Linked DNA regions of Mus musculus: region 1 is linked to region 2. A link is a contact called in public Hi-C data. All regions are on one chromosome and are shown on one strand. Each heading gives the region's core, a stretch centred on a gene start, on an enhancer-like site or on the middle of the called end of the contact. The rest is flanking DNA. Distances are from core to core; before and after follow the strand shown.

Evidence for each region. Hi-C and Micro-C count contacts between places; a contact is called where the count stands out from the background.
Region 1: a Hi-C map of the N1E-115 cell line shows a contact between it and region 2, with 5 times the contacts expected there. The contact joins two enhancer-like sites. A contact is called at or near these places in 1 of 15 datasets of contacts at CTCF or cohesin (stem cell-derived epiblast-like cells), 23 of 484 Hi-C or Micro-C datasets (the N1E-115 cell line, brain, cerebellar granule neurons and 9 more), 2 of 115 datasets of contacts at active chromatin or transcription factors (differentiating embryonic stem cells and embryonic basal ganglia) and 1 of 9 other capture datasets (embryonic stem cells).

What each region holds. Positions count from the first base shown.
Region 1 is chr4:140,545,145-140,552,115 of GRCm38.p6, forward strand. It overlaps Arhgef10l (Rho guanine nucleotide exchange factor (GEF) 10-like), which reads right to left. Exons shown (of 29, transcript NM_001290803.1): 23 at 1,856-1,942. Among named protein-coding and RNA genes, the nearest start is that of Gm42335, 56 kb to the right of the region's middle. Within about 2 kb of position 5,082, at least 19 of the 459 cell types and tissues checked have an H3K27ac peak or open chromatin away from gene starts, as enhancers often do. A contact at or near this core is called in the N1E-115 cell line and cerebral cortex, where this site is marked.
Region 2 is chr4:140,033,347-140,040,251 of GRCm38.p6, forward strand. Igsf21 (immunoglobulin superfamily, member 21) reads right to left here. Exons shown (of 10, transcript NM_198610.2): 5 at 4,077-4,192; 6 at 1,005-1,479. Among named protein-coding and RNA genes, the nearest start is that of Gm52685, 33 kb to the right of the region's middle. Within about 2 kb of position 5,440, at least 38 of the 459 cell types and tissues checked have an H3K27ac peak or open chromatin away from gene starts, as enhancers often do. A contact at or near this core is called in the N1E-115 cell line and cerebral cortex, where this site is marked.

The sequences.
Region 1 (6,971 bases), core at 3,832-6,331, 510 kb after region 2:
GTCCACACACACCCTGCATGGCTCCCAGCCACAAGGAAACACATTAGTTTCAGGGCCAAAGGCAACCAAGCAGCAAGTGCTACGGTAAAGTGGGTGCAGCCCACACAGCTCCCAGCTCCCCCTGCAGAGGCCTCCCAAGCAGTGTCTAGTGAGCCCCTGGTCTCTTTAAAGTAACCCTCTGCCCTGCTCAGTTTCACTTTTGTGTTGAGTTCATGGTACACATCCAAGGTATACCTGTCAGGGGAAGGACAGGTGCATTATGCACGCATGCATGGGCAACCAGGTGGATAAGTGGTGGTTGGGTCAGTGGGTGTGTGGAAGGATGGATGGATATATGGATCATGGAGGATGGATGGATGGATGGATGGATGGATGGATGGATGGATGGTTGGATGGATGATGGTTAAATGATGGAGGATGGGTGGATGGATGGATGGATGGGTGGATGGATGGATGGATGGATGGATGGATGGATGGATAGATGGAAGGATGGATGGATAGATGGATGGATGGATGGATGGATGGATGGATGGATGGATGGATGGATGGATAAATAGATGGAAGGATGGATGGATGGATGGATGGATGGATGGATAAATGGATGATGGATGGACAGATGGAGGATGGACGGATGGAGGATGGATAGATGGATGATGGTTAAATGATGATGGATGGATGGGTGGACGGACTGATGGATGATGGATGGATGGATGGATGGATGGATGGATGGATGGATGGATGGATGGATAAATAGATGGAAGGATGGATGGATAGATGGATGGATGGATGGATGGATGGATGGATGGATGGATAAATAGATGGAAGGATGGATGGATGGATGGATGGATGGATGGATGGATGGATGGATGGATAAATGGATGATGGATGGACAGATGGAGGATGGACGGATGGAGGATGGATAGATGGATGATGGTTAAATGATGATGGATGGATGGGTGGACGGACTGATGGATGATGGATGGATGGATAGATGGATGGATGATGGATGGATGGATGATGAATGAGTGATAGATGAGTGATGGAGGATGGATGGATGGTGGGTGGATAGAGGGATGGAGGATAGATAGATAGATAGATAGATAGATAGATAGATAGATAGACAGATAGATAGATAGATAGATAGATAGATGAATGCGTAGGTAGATGGATGAATGAACAGATGGAAGATGGACAGGGTAAGTGGATGCATGCATAAATAAATAGATACACAAGGTGCTAGATGATAACTGGGAAACAGCGAGGGAAAACAATCAATATTTGTACTGCAATCTGAGGTTAAGACAAGGCACAAATGCACAGAGATGGGAAGGAGTGTGCACTGGAGCATGGCCAGGGACTATGAAGCCAGACCTCGGACAAGAGGACACACAGCCAAGGAGCAGAGGGCCGAAAGTCAGGGTTTGCTGAGAACCTCAGAAACAGAGGAGGTGAATGGGAGCTCCACTAAGATGAGTAATAGTGCTGACGGATGCCTGGCCCCTGGGTGAGGCCAGGAACCCCGGCCTCCTGGGACCCCTGCCTCCTGGGACCCCAGCCTCCTGGGACCCGGGCCTCCTATGACCCCAGCCTCTGAAATCCAGGCCTAAGCCCAGCTTCCACTCTTCTATGTCCTGGAGGTCTGGTTACTTGCAAACTCTCCCTGAGTTCCATTACAATGGATGAGGCTCTACTGCCTACCTCCAAGCCCCAAGGTTCCTAGAAGCCTTTAATGGGGCTGCTACTTTCTCAGAATCCTTCCTGGGTGTCACTTTCTCTGTCCCCGTCCTAAGGACAGGCCACCACCACCACCACCAGCATCATTGCCACCCCAAGCTGGGCGAAGGGCACTACTCACCCAAAGGTAGCCCTGTGGAAGGGAAGTGCTGACCGCCGAGAAGCCCAGCAGGGGAGAGTTAACAGGACTGTGGACCAGGCCCCCAAGCTGTGGAGACAGAGACAGTATAGCTGGGTTAATCGGTGAGGTTGCCTGACCTCTGACAGGCTTCTGAGCCCATTGGCCCCCAGGTGAGAATGTGACACAGGCCACACCCAGCTCCCCATGCTTCATATTGGATCATCGCCCTTCTAGAACCTTCTGTCCAGAAAGGGCAAGGCAGCTTCTAGATAAGGTTTGTTGAGAGCCCCTAAGCCCCCCTCTCTATACAGGAGGAGAGTGCTTGCTCCTGTACCCCCAGGGGCCTCCTGCAAGGTTCTATAAAGCTGGGGGGGATGAAATGTGAGGAGCAGGAACTCTGCATCAGTATCTGTCAGGAAGATGCACTGGGACAGGGGCCTGGGCAGCTTGCGTAGGGAACCCATGGAAACCAGAACTTGGTCGGCAGTCACCTATCACTGAGTGCCACTGGCTGCTTACGTTCCCTCCTGCTGGGTGGCCTCTCAGAGCTTTGTCTCCTGAGCTGATCTGGAAAGCCTGGCTCTCCGGACAGTACAGAGAGGGCGGTGAGCCAGGCTGGAAGGTTCTGTGTCAATGGACACAAAGACAAACATTGGGCCTTTTCCCTGACAGGTGCTGCCCTCTGCTGGTGAAGAGCCTGCAGGTCCCGCTCTGCTGGGACACTCTAACCAAAATTTCTAACCATCCTGGGCGAGAGAGCCAGACGTTACCTCAGACACCCTCCTCATGTAGCGGTCAGACTGAAGCTCAGAGAGGGGACAGGGATGGCTTGAGGACACACAGCATGTTATGGGCAGAGGCAGGACTAGAACTCTCTCTACCTGGAAGTCCCAGGACAGTGGCCTCAGTACTACAGTGTCCCACACTGATCAAGAAGCAGCCAGAACCTCTGCGTCCATGTCTGTGCTGGCTGACAATGACATCATAGCCCAGACACAGGCATCACCATGGCAATTCCCGTGGGCCAGGTGAGTGGCAGAAATGGGTCTGAGATGGTGGTGACAACCATGGACTTCCTTAAGGGACACTTGTCCAGACCTCAGGCTTGCTTGTGACAGGAAGCCGACTTCTAGGAAGCCAGGCGCACGAGAGAGGCAGGGTACTAGCTGGAGAAAGGAGGCAGGCTTTGCATGGAGCTAGCCTCGGCTCCAACCCTACACCATACACCAGCTCCCTGTATGTAAGTGGGGACCTGACATCTGGCTGGGATGCTCTTAGGGCCTGAAGAAGTCAGCTAAACAATGTGGAGCACAGGCCCGGATGCCTGGCACCCAGCATCCCTGAGGCTCTCAGGGCCTGCATAGAATTCTTCAGCCCTTGGCATGAACCACAGCTGAGTGACTACACAGCCAGCAGGTCAGCGGATACAGCTTGAATGGGTTCTCCATAGGCCAGTGTGCTAGGAGCCTGGTCCTCAGGGTAGCAGGGCAAAGGGGCAAGACCTTTAAGAGGCAGGACATAGAGGGAGGTGATTAGATGCTGGGAACATCATCCCAAGAAGAGATGAATGCAGTTCTCATGGGACCCCAGTTCATTCCCTTGAGAGTAAGCTGTCACCTAATGAACCAGCCTGACCATGAACCCTGCCTTCTAGTCTCACCAAACACTGGCCTCCACATGTGATCCTATCATAATGCTATGGCCCTGAGACCTTACCGGGGAAAGGTCTGGGGCTGTCTGAACATGAGTTGTCCAGCTTCCAAAACAGTGAGGCAAATAAACCTTTTTCCTTTTTACAGTGTCTAACCTCAAGTATTTTGTTATAGCCAGAGAAAACAAACTATTACCAGTTCTGGCTAATGTAGGCTGGTGACCATCAGAACAGAGGCTCTCGACCTGGGAATCTGAGGACTAAGTTGTCTGGCTATATGCCCTCTGTGGGGCCAGGCTACAAGGCACTCAAGCCTCAAGCATCTCAGAGAGCCTGAGAGATGGCTTGGCAGGTAAAGGGGCTTGCCGCCAAGCCCAAAGACCTGAGTTCAATGCCCTAAGCCCACATGGGGGCAGGGGAGAAGAAAATGGATACCCAAATGCGCACCATGGAAAGCCCCCCCCAAGTAAATAAATAAATAAATAATGTAATTTTTAAAACTTAAAGCATTTCAAAATGGACACACTCTACCCTCCCAAACCTGTGGCCTTCAGACAAGCCTGGTTTGTGGCATGTCCTCCCCTGACCTCCCACTGCCCCTACTTTGGAATGGAGTCAAGAGCCCAAAAAGAACCCTCAGACACTCCAGCGGTCCACAGCCTGTGGGAACCCCCAGGGGACCTGCTGGGATGTTCACCTCTCTTCCTTGAACCTTGAGTGCATCGGACACAACTGCATCAGGGGTGCACACATATGCACATGCATATGTGTGCACACAAGTGTCTGAAGGTCAGAGGTCAACACTGTCAACACTGTCAACAGTCAACACTGTCAACACTGGGTATCTTTCTCAACTAACGTCCACCTTCTTTTTTGAGACAGGGTCTCTCACTGAGCCTGGAGCCCCACCTGTCTCTTTCCCCCACCACTGGGATTGCTACAGGTTAGCAGTACACACCGATCTCTTTTATATGAGTGCAAGGATCAAGTTCTTGTTAGTGTGGGAAGCAGTTACCACTAGGCCATCTCTCCAGACCTTTAACCATACAATTTAATCCTCACTGTGACCCAGTAAGGGGGGCACAACTGTCTCTCTGGTTGGTACTAAAGACGTGTTGCTACACTATGAACTACAATGCTTTCCAGTGTCACACGACTGGGGCATTCCAGGCCAGGAAACAACTCCAGCAGGAAGGCTCCCAGTCTTCGCCCTTTTCCAATGGCCAGCTCCTCCGAGACGGGGGTCTGGCACAGCCCAGCATGAACACAGCTGTCCGCTCTGAAGACAGCATTACTCTCAACCCCAGGAAAAGCAGAATTCAACACACACTTCACCGAGCACTTACAGGCCAAGGTCTTGTCTGCCCAGGAAAGAAGCGAGGCCAGCAACTCCCTTGCCCAACTCGAGCCTCCTCAGGGGGAAGAAATGGGCTGGCTGCCCACTCCTGTGGCCACCTGAGAGCCCGAGTGAGTGGAAGAGAAGCTTGGGCAGCCGCCTGCATACACATCTGTTCCCTCAGTAATTGGACAAGGCTGGCAGTCTCCGCTCTAATTCATCCGGCTGCCAGCGCAGCGCTTGATGGGGCACAGCTGTCTGGGCTAGGTAGGAGGCGGGCAGGGCTGAGCTAGAACAGCCCAGGAAATACGGCAAGACAGGCTCTGGCGGCTCCCCCAGGAGCCCCTTCCTTCAGGCCCATTACCCATAGATATTCATGCCTGTCTCTCTCAGCTGATGTGGGGCTCCTCTGCCAGTCCACGTGTTCTGGAGCCCTCTAGCTCCAAGTGAGGAGATACACGGGCCCTCACTCATCCTCCCACGTTCTGGACGGCAGATGAGACAGAAGTCTGCTAGGGGACTCCGCCATCTCTCTCTGACCTATGACAGTTCACTTGGGTGTGGCCTGTGTACCTGCAGAGGCCACACCCCAGGGTCACCCTTGGCTAAACAATGCAAGATCGACCCAGACAATCTCCCCTCCACAGACACTGGCTTCCACTCCAAGGCACACAGGTAACCCCCACTCTTTCATTATTTCCCTTTAAAAAGGCCCAGGCAGCCCATACTCTTCAGGATAACTTTCCTTTGAACGATTACATGGGAGAGTGGAGAGATGGCTCAGCAGATCCGTTAAGAACACTGACTGCTCTTGCAGAAGAACTGGGTTCAGTTCCAAGCACCCACACAGCATCTCACAACCATCTGTAACTCCAGCTCCAGCTGGATCTGATGCCCTCTTCCGGTCTCTGTGGGTACTGCATGCATGTGGTACACACACACAGAGCATGCCAGCCAAATGCCCAGACACAGAAAATAAAAGTGATCAAATCTCAAAGAATTAGATAAATTTTAGGTATTCCGAGGCTTTATTCTTTATCCTGATTGGGTGGGGCTCGATCGGCAGCAGGAGAAACAGCCTTTCTCAATTTTCCCTGCTCCCAGCCCTGGCCTCCAGGGCCCAGGCTGGGCCAGCCTCTGGCAGGGCCCCTGCACTGGACTCCAGGCCTCCTCTTCTATGCACAAAGCCCCCCTCCACGGGTTCAAATCAAGTTCTAGATGACACCACTGCCTGCCTTGGATCCATAGGGACTCTGGGAATGAAACACTACAAGATTCTCGCGGTCTCCCTCGCCCAGGGCCTAGCCTCATCACCCAGAGCCAAGAGTCTCAGTGTCCCCTCCAGAACTCACATTGCAATGTAACAGCCACTGTCACAGCACTAGAAGATGGCTCCTTTAAGAGACAATTAAGCCAAGCTCAATCCTATTCCCTGCCTTCCCTTTTTGATTTGTCTGCTCCATATTGATTTGGTCACTTAGAATGTGGGTCCCCAGGGCCCTCTGGGGTGTGTGTCATTCTTGCTATATGGATCTCTGTTTAATGCCACCTCCTCAGGGGCCTCCCTGAACTTGCTAACTGTATAGCCCCCATTTCCCCCATGCCTACTGTGTCTCTTCTCTATATTCCCCTCGATTCCCTTCTGCGTGCTGAGGTCCTGCCTGTCTTTGTCCACTAGACTGAAGGCCGCATGAGGCGGGGACCTCGTACGTCCCGGTCACCACTGCACACCCAGTTCTAGCATTCAATAGGTGCTCAGGGATGACCCGTGAACAGACAGATGAATGGAGGAATGAACGATGAACTTACATCGCCAAGGTGCTCTGTCAGCTCTTAGCGCCCCAGTCTACAGCCCAGCCCGCACGGCTCCTGCGACTATTTATCTGTGCTGGGTCCCACGCTCGCTCGCCCGTCCCAGAGCTCAGGGTCCTCATCTGCTTGGGAGAGGATAGACAACGGTTGCTCCAGATGGAGGGGCGGGCTCTGCCAGGACATAAGGGACAAGTGACGGCTGTGGGGGCGAGCTTCCTGGTGGTTAATACCATGGAGACTGTCATCAGGTGAAACCAACCCCTTACTGACTGTCATTTTGGCTGGGCCTTCGTCTCCTGTGAAATGCCGTTCTAACC
Region 2 (6,905 bases), core at 4,190-6,689:
AGTCCTTGCTGGGTGTTTGAACTCTGTGCCCCAATACCACTCCGTTCATCCCATGGCCTTTCTCAGAGTGCAGGGTTTGTCACTGTGCAGGCCATACTCGTGATTCAATGTGTCTTAACTGCAGCCGTCAGCTGGGCAACACTAAGGACTGGGACACAATGTACCGGCTAAATGACCTAGCATGTAGAACCCAAGTCCCTCACCAAAAGAACGGGAATAAGAACATCGCCCCCAGTGGCCACTATGGGTACTGCAAGGGTTCAAGCTGGACTCCCCGCTTGTGGCTGGCCCGTGTTGGCTGGCCTGTCACTTGCCACATACAACAGGCCAGAAAACAGAGGCTTGGGACAGGCTAGGCAGAAAGAGAAGTTAGCCCAGGCTCTCCCTCTCACCTCAGGAGTCCTGGCTATCCAGCATGTCCTCACCTCCCCCAGGGTTAGAGTGTGACCATCCAAAGCCCACGACTTGCTTCACAAACACCTGCTGAACTAACAGACAGGAAGCAGGCAGCACGTGGCAGACAGGCACCCAGGAAACAGCTCTTCTGATGTTCTGTGAGAGCTGTAGAAGTCTGCATTGGTTTGGAAGGGTCTTCTAGGAGCTGGCTCAAAGCCAGACAGGAGCACCCGGCCTTATGGTGTCAGTAGATGGGGCTTATTAGCACAGCTCTGCTGTGCAGAACCTAGCAGCTCAGGGCCAGATCACTAATTGCAGTCTCAGTTTTGCTTATCTGTAATGAGACTACAAGTCAGGCTTCTATCTGTGATGAGCAAATGCCCTCTAAACACCCATGCGCTTGACCTCAACAAACACCTCGATGACCAAGGGATTTCCATTTTCTCCAGTCCAACCAACAACCTCACCAAAGACCCTTGTCTCTCCTCCGAGGTGACCTGACTCCATCTGCTTCCCTCCCCCTGGCTTCCAGCAGCCCGTGCCCCCCACCACCCCTGTTGCCGAACTACAACCTCTTATGGGCTGCAGCAGAGCCTGCCAGGTCTTACCCAGCGTGACCTCCGCCTGCATGGGCATGGACAGCGCTGGGTGCTTGACCTCACAGCTGAAGAGGGCCTCATTGTCGATCTGCGGGTTGAGGGTCCAGGTGAGCAGGGCCCGCACCTCCACCGTGCCATCGCTGCCTGGGGTGCGGCTGTGGCGCAGGAAGTAGACCGGCTCGGCGCTGTGTACCCAACGGGGGAACTCTCGGCTCACCACTGTCTCTGGGATGTTTTCCGTGGTGGGCTGCACGAAGAGGCTGGGGTCCTGGGTCAGGCTGCGCGCGGGGCGCTCCGTGTAGGGACGTCCAGCCCGGTATTCAGTGTCCAGAAGGGACAGTGACTTTTGCATTTTGGTATCATCCACGTCTCGGTGCAGAAGGCTTCGGAAGGGCCTGCTGTCCTGGACTGGGCCAGAGCTGGCTGCTGGCAGTTCTGTCAGGGGCACGGCATCTATCGGCTCCCCGTCCCGTTTGAAATAAACCTACAGTTGCAAGCAGGACAAGAGGAAAAGCTAACGGTGGGATGGTTTACCTTCCTGAGGGACTCTCAGAAGAGCCTGGGCTTCCCAGTCAGTAGGGACACGGTCACTCCCACCCACTCCTTTCCCACACTCCCCTGAAGAGCTATGGGCCAGCAGGGCATTGTGGGAATACAAACAGGTCTTGAGAGAGATGGTTCAGCCCAACAACACCATCATCGGCAAGCTGGGGGGACTTGTAGCCTCAGTTTCTCCACTTGAAAGAGATATAAGACGACTGACTCCAGGGAGCAATTGGGGCTTAAATGAAGTCGCAGAGGGAGTTTGGTTTTAGAGGCCACTTAACTATCATCTGGGCGCTAGTATGGTTCATTGCTGCTCAGGCGGGGGCGGGGATGTGAATGAGGAGCAAAAGGGATACTGGGGGCAAAATGAGACGTGAGAAGAGGAAGGGAGAAGTGTGTGTGTGTGTGCCTGAGCATGTGCGCATGCGCAGGTGCGCGGTTTTGTGTCCCCCCCCCCCCCCGTGTGTGTGTGTTGTGTCCTGCCTGCTCACACAATTTGGTAATTCCGAGCTGCGAGGCAGAAAACAGGTGCGTGTGTGGGAGGGAGCTAGGTGCAGGGAATGAGGGCGAAAGAAGATGTCTTCTCCCTTTCTCTGCTAATAGGGAATTCAAGTTTTGAGAGGCGGCATTTAATTTAATTTGCTGTCTTCTTATTTTGGTACATGCGCCCGGAAGCCTGTGGGGATTGGGTGTATTTTTTTTTAATAAATCAGATAAATAAATCGATAGGAGACGGGGAGAGAGAAGAGCAGGAAGCTGCGTGCTCAGGGACTCGGTGGGTATAAGCGGAGGGGGAGACTGGGGGGGGAGAGACTGGGGAGTAGGTGGGGTGGGTGGGAGGGGGGTGATATGTGTGTGTGGAGGACCTGTCAAGAGTTTAAAACTCTGCAGAAGAAACCTTGGCACATAATGGTTTGCTTTGGGGCTTTTGCGGTTTTTTTTCCCTTCCCCTTTCTTTGCGTTTCTTTTCTTTTCTTTCTTTCTTTTTTTTGAAAAGTGCTTCAAAAGCAGGTTTGTAATTTATATCAAAGAACTGCTTTCAAGTTCTGACGCTCCAGACAGACACAAGATGCCCGGACTGTCAGGGAATAAGAATCTTTCATATAGACAACTGGGGCGAAGAGAGGAGAGGAGAGAGGAGGGACCAAGTGGGGACGCAGTTTTTTAATAACTGTGTCTGAAGTGGCAGCCTGGTGGTGAGATGAGAAAGGGGTGCTCTCCTGTAGCCCCAGGGCCAGGAAACCCTCCCCTCATGTCTTCCTTTCCCCCAGCTTCGATGATTTGGCTGGAGGCTGGACATTCTGAGGGATTCTGAGGGGGAGCCTGTGAGCCTTGATTCAGCATCGGTGGCTTCTATGCCTCACTGGTGACCTCCTGGCTGTAACCCTATGCCTTTGTACCCCTCTGACCCTTGACTTTCAGGTCTCAAACCCCTAACCCCTCTGCCCTAGATCCTTACCCCAGACCCCTACGTCTCTGCATCCCTGACCCCTGACCACGACATACTGCTGACCTCTGTGCCCCGAACCCTCATCCCAGGCCCGCAGGTCTCTGTGCTCCCTCTTGCTCCTGCACCCTACCAAGGGGTATCTCTATACCTGTCCATGCCTCTGCCTGAACAGTTGATTCTGGGGCTGCAGGCTCAGTCCCTCAGCTCCCACTGCTGGCCCACACATGAGAAACAGTCACATTGGGAAGGTGGAGGGCCACTTACCTGTCCATCTGAATTCTAACTGCAGGTCCTCATTGCCCCAGCTGTACCCGCCCCCCCCCGCCCCGTCGCTATCTTGCTAAATCTGAGCAATGTGTGAAACTCAATGGGTAGAAGACTAGAATATTATTCTAAGATGCCCACACTAGAATCACCCCCAAATGTAGCTCAAAGGCTCTGATATGGGTGCACAGGGGTGTTTCCAGGAAAATTGAGGGATCCATGCCTCCCCTGTTAGAAGTTAGACACATGAGCTTTCGTTGAGTAATTGTTAGGTCAAATGGGCCCCATGGCTTCTGAAACATTGATAGTGTCCAACTCCTTGGCCTCGTAGCAAAACCAAGAAGGGGAGGGGGTGCCTGGTCAGGGTCAGTCCTGGGGATTGGTGTGGCCAGAAGCAGAGCTCAGACCAGGTGCTCTGGGGGCCCACCCCTCCCCTCTGTCTTTCCTCCTGCCCCCTTCTCTCCCCCTTTCCTCTCTTCCTTCTGGGGTGATTTCCTGTGAGGCCCATGGAGGCCCAGGAGGAACAGCGTGCTCGAAGCATGAGAAAACGAACTTGGGTCCCTTTTCTGTGGAAAACACCAGGAGACTATGGTGAAGTCGCCTCCCCATCTCTGGATCCTGTTCTTTGTTCCCCATTCTCCTCAGTATCTAGGAGGGGCATATTGGGTCCTGGGTACTCCTGGAAGTCAACCTTACTATGCCGATCTAGGATGGCAGGATGGGGCGGGCCACTTCCTGTCTGGGTACAGAAATGGTTCCTGAAGGAGGTTCAGAGAGCAGGAGTCTTGGCATACTGAGGGCTGGAACCTCCAAGCACTTACCATGGGCGCCGGCTTCCCTCCTGACACGATGCAGACCAGTGTGAAGTTCTGGGCCTGGTACCGGCTAAAGGGGGCAGGGGAGTCAGCAGCCACGACTTCGATGGAGGTGGGAGGAGCTTCCGAAGGGAAGGAAGGACAGGAGATAGTGACTCAGTTGGGGGGGACTCAGAGTTCTACACCAGGTGGAGCTGCAGTATTGACGGCTATGGGGAGCATTGGGCTCCTTGCTGGAGACACAAGAGTCCCTGCTTCCTGGGACTTTTAACGCACTGAAAGAAACACGGAGCACTGGAGAGGCCATGAGGATTGAAGTGGTAAGGACATCCCAAAGGCATCCAAGTGCAGAAAGGAACCCTGCCCCAGTGAAGAGATCCTGGGGGTCATTGCCAGAGAGGCCACACTGGGCTGTGGTCCGAGGAGGCAGAAGTTGAGAGGAAGGCAGAAACAGCACAGGCAAGGACCCAACGGGGCGGGGCGTGAGGGCTGGAGTGGGGGAGGGACAGCCGAGCTGGGTACTTTGGTTGTCCCAACATCTAGTAAGCCAGGGCAGTGAGTTGTAGGCGCTCACTGTCTGGGCTGGAGCCAGCTCCAACCTGTGCAGGCGACTATGACATTTTCAGGAATTTTGTGAACCAGCTGTTAAACTGTTATGAACTTAAACAGGTCCCCGTGGGTGTCTTCACACCGTAATACCAGTAACTGCAGCAGATCGAGGCCTCCCTCTCCCCTCCTCTGCCTTTAGCACCGCCCTCCCCCCTCCCCCAGAATTCTGGAAAGCCCTCTGATCAGCTCATCACAAACTAAGAGTTTTCTCCTTTCTGCTGAGAGTAGTGGGTGTTAGCATTTTTTCTAGGCTCCACCCCACAGTTACTTGGCAACAGCCGGGCGTGCCTGACTCAATATAAAAGGGGCTGCTCACCCTATCCTCTCTTGTTTCTGCTCTATCCTCTCTTCCCTTCTCCCTCTCCCTAGTCTCCTCCTCGCTCTCCCCCCCCCAACTCCACCCCCCATGCCCTGAGTAAACTCTATTTTATTCTATACCATCCTGTGGCTGGTCCCTCAGGGGAAAGGGATGCCCCAGCATGGACCCTCAGAGGCACCCTCCTCCCTGACACCAGACTACACACTCACCAAACATATTTCTTCTCTCATTATCTTTTTATAAAACATAACAACGAGGGGCCACTGAACGTTTTAAGAGAGCGCGAGGACGGGGGTGGGGTGGGGGTGGGGGGTGGCATCATTTTTGAAGAGCCGGAAAGCACAGCATGTGTTTTAGCTGGACAAGACAGCGTCTTAGACTCCACAGGCTAGGAAAGAGCTAGTCATGTTACTTAAGAGTCATCCGGAGCTGAGAGCTTCTCTCCCTGGAACTGGGCTTACTGTGGGTGGCAGCCTCCTTCTCACCCCATCCCCTCCTTCTCTCCTTCCCCACACCCCACTTCAGTCACCATCATCCTTGTGTCTTGGGGACACTGCCACACTGCGAGCCTCTGACCTCTCCTTGGTTAAATGGGAAGCGTGCAATAGACATGGCCGTAGGACAGAACTCAAGCTAGAGAAACCGCGGGGCTTCACGCTGGGAATTCAACCTGAAGATGTTTCCTTTGCTGTGATTTCCCGACCTCTGTAGGAGGCACCATCTTTGAACTCTGCTTGGGGCAGGCAGTCCGTTCTGGCTTCCCTGGCCTTGGGCCTCTGCGCAGCATGGATGGGGAGCAGGTGGGGGCGGTCAAACAACAAACAAAAGATGCTGGAGACCTTGCCTTCCTGCAGGGGGTTTTCACCCCGGTTGAGTTTAATTAAGTTCACTGAGCATTTCCTGACGCCCGCCAGGTGTGGAGCTCAGTGCCAGGGGCCTGCTGTAGGCATCCAGCAAGGAGGGAGATAAACGTGCAGAGAAGCCCGTGTGCTGGTGGGGACCGGCAAGCGCAGGACCGCTGTGTTTTAGAGCCCAGAGAGATGAGGCCAGGTATAAGCTATTGCTTCGTTCAGGCAGCCACACATGCTGGGGGCAAGAAAAGGGAAGCTGAGCGAGCCAGGAGCTTGGGAGAACAATAGACAGAGAATTGTAATTAAGTGGAAGATGGCTCAAAACAGATGGTAAGTCGGGTAGGAACTGGAAGAGCGGAAATGCACACCAGAACACTTCAATTACCCACAAGTTGCAAACTCTGCAGTGTAACTTTTTCAGAACAGCACTGAGAACGAGATCTTAAGGGAAAGATCGGTGGCAGCCCAGTTTCCAGGAGCTGCTGATTCCAGCCTCACCTCTGGCCTGCCAGGTGGGTGTGCTATTCCCATACTCCGGATGGGCAAAAAAGAGGTGTGGGACCGAACCCAGCATATGTAGCCTATATGTAGCATGAGGTAGAGCTGTGATCAGAATAGTGGCAACCTGGTTTGACAAGGTCTCCCTATGTAGACCAGGCTAGCCTTGAATTCTTAATGATCTATTTGTCTCTCCCTCTGTGTGCTGAGATAAAAGGTTTGTGCCACCAATGCCTGGTCTGGAGCCCAGATTGTCACTTTTCCAGGCTCAGCCAACCTTCAAAGGGACTGGTATCTGTCAGTACCTTTCAGCTGCTGAGAGTTCCTGTTCCCTGGTCCCCTGCAGCATCTCCACAGGCCTGGTGATTCAATTTCCTTGGGAACTGCTTCCTAGTTCTGTTGCCCCAGAGGTCGAGGGCCCTCCCTTCAGTCAGAGTTGAGCATAAAACCCTTCCCCCTAAGCTTACTGTATGTGGTTCCCCCACACCTTAAGTGTCCCCCTGAAAGTTACCCATCCTCACCTCTTTCTGCATCCCATCCCTACCTCCACCAGCCTCA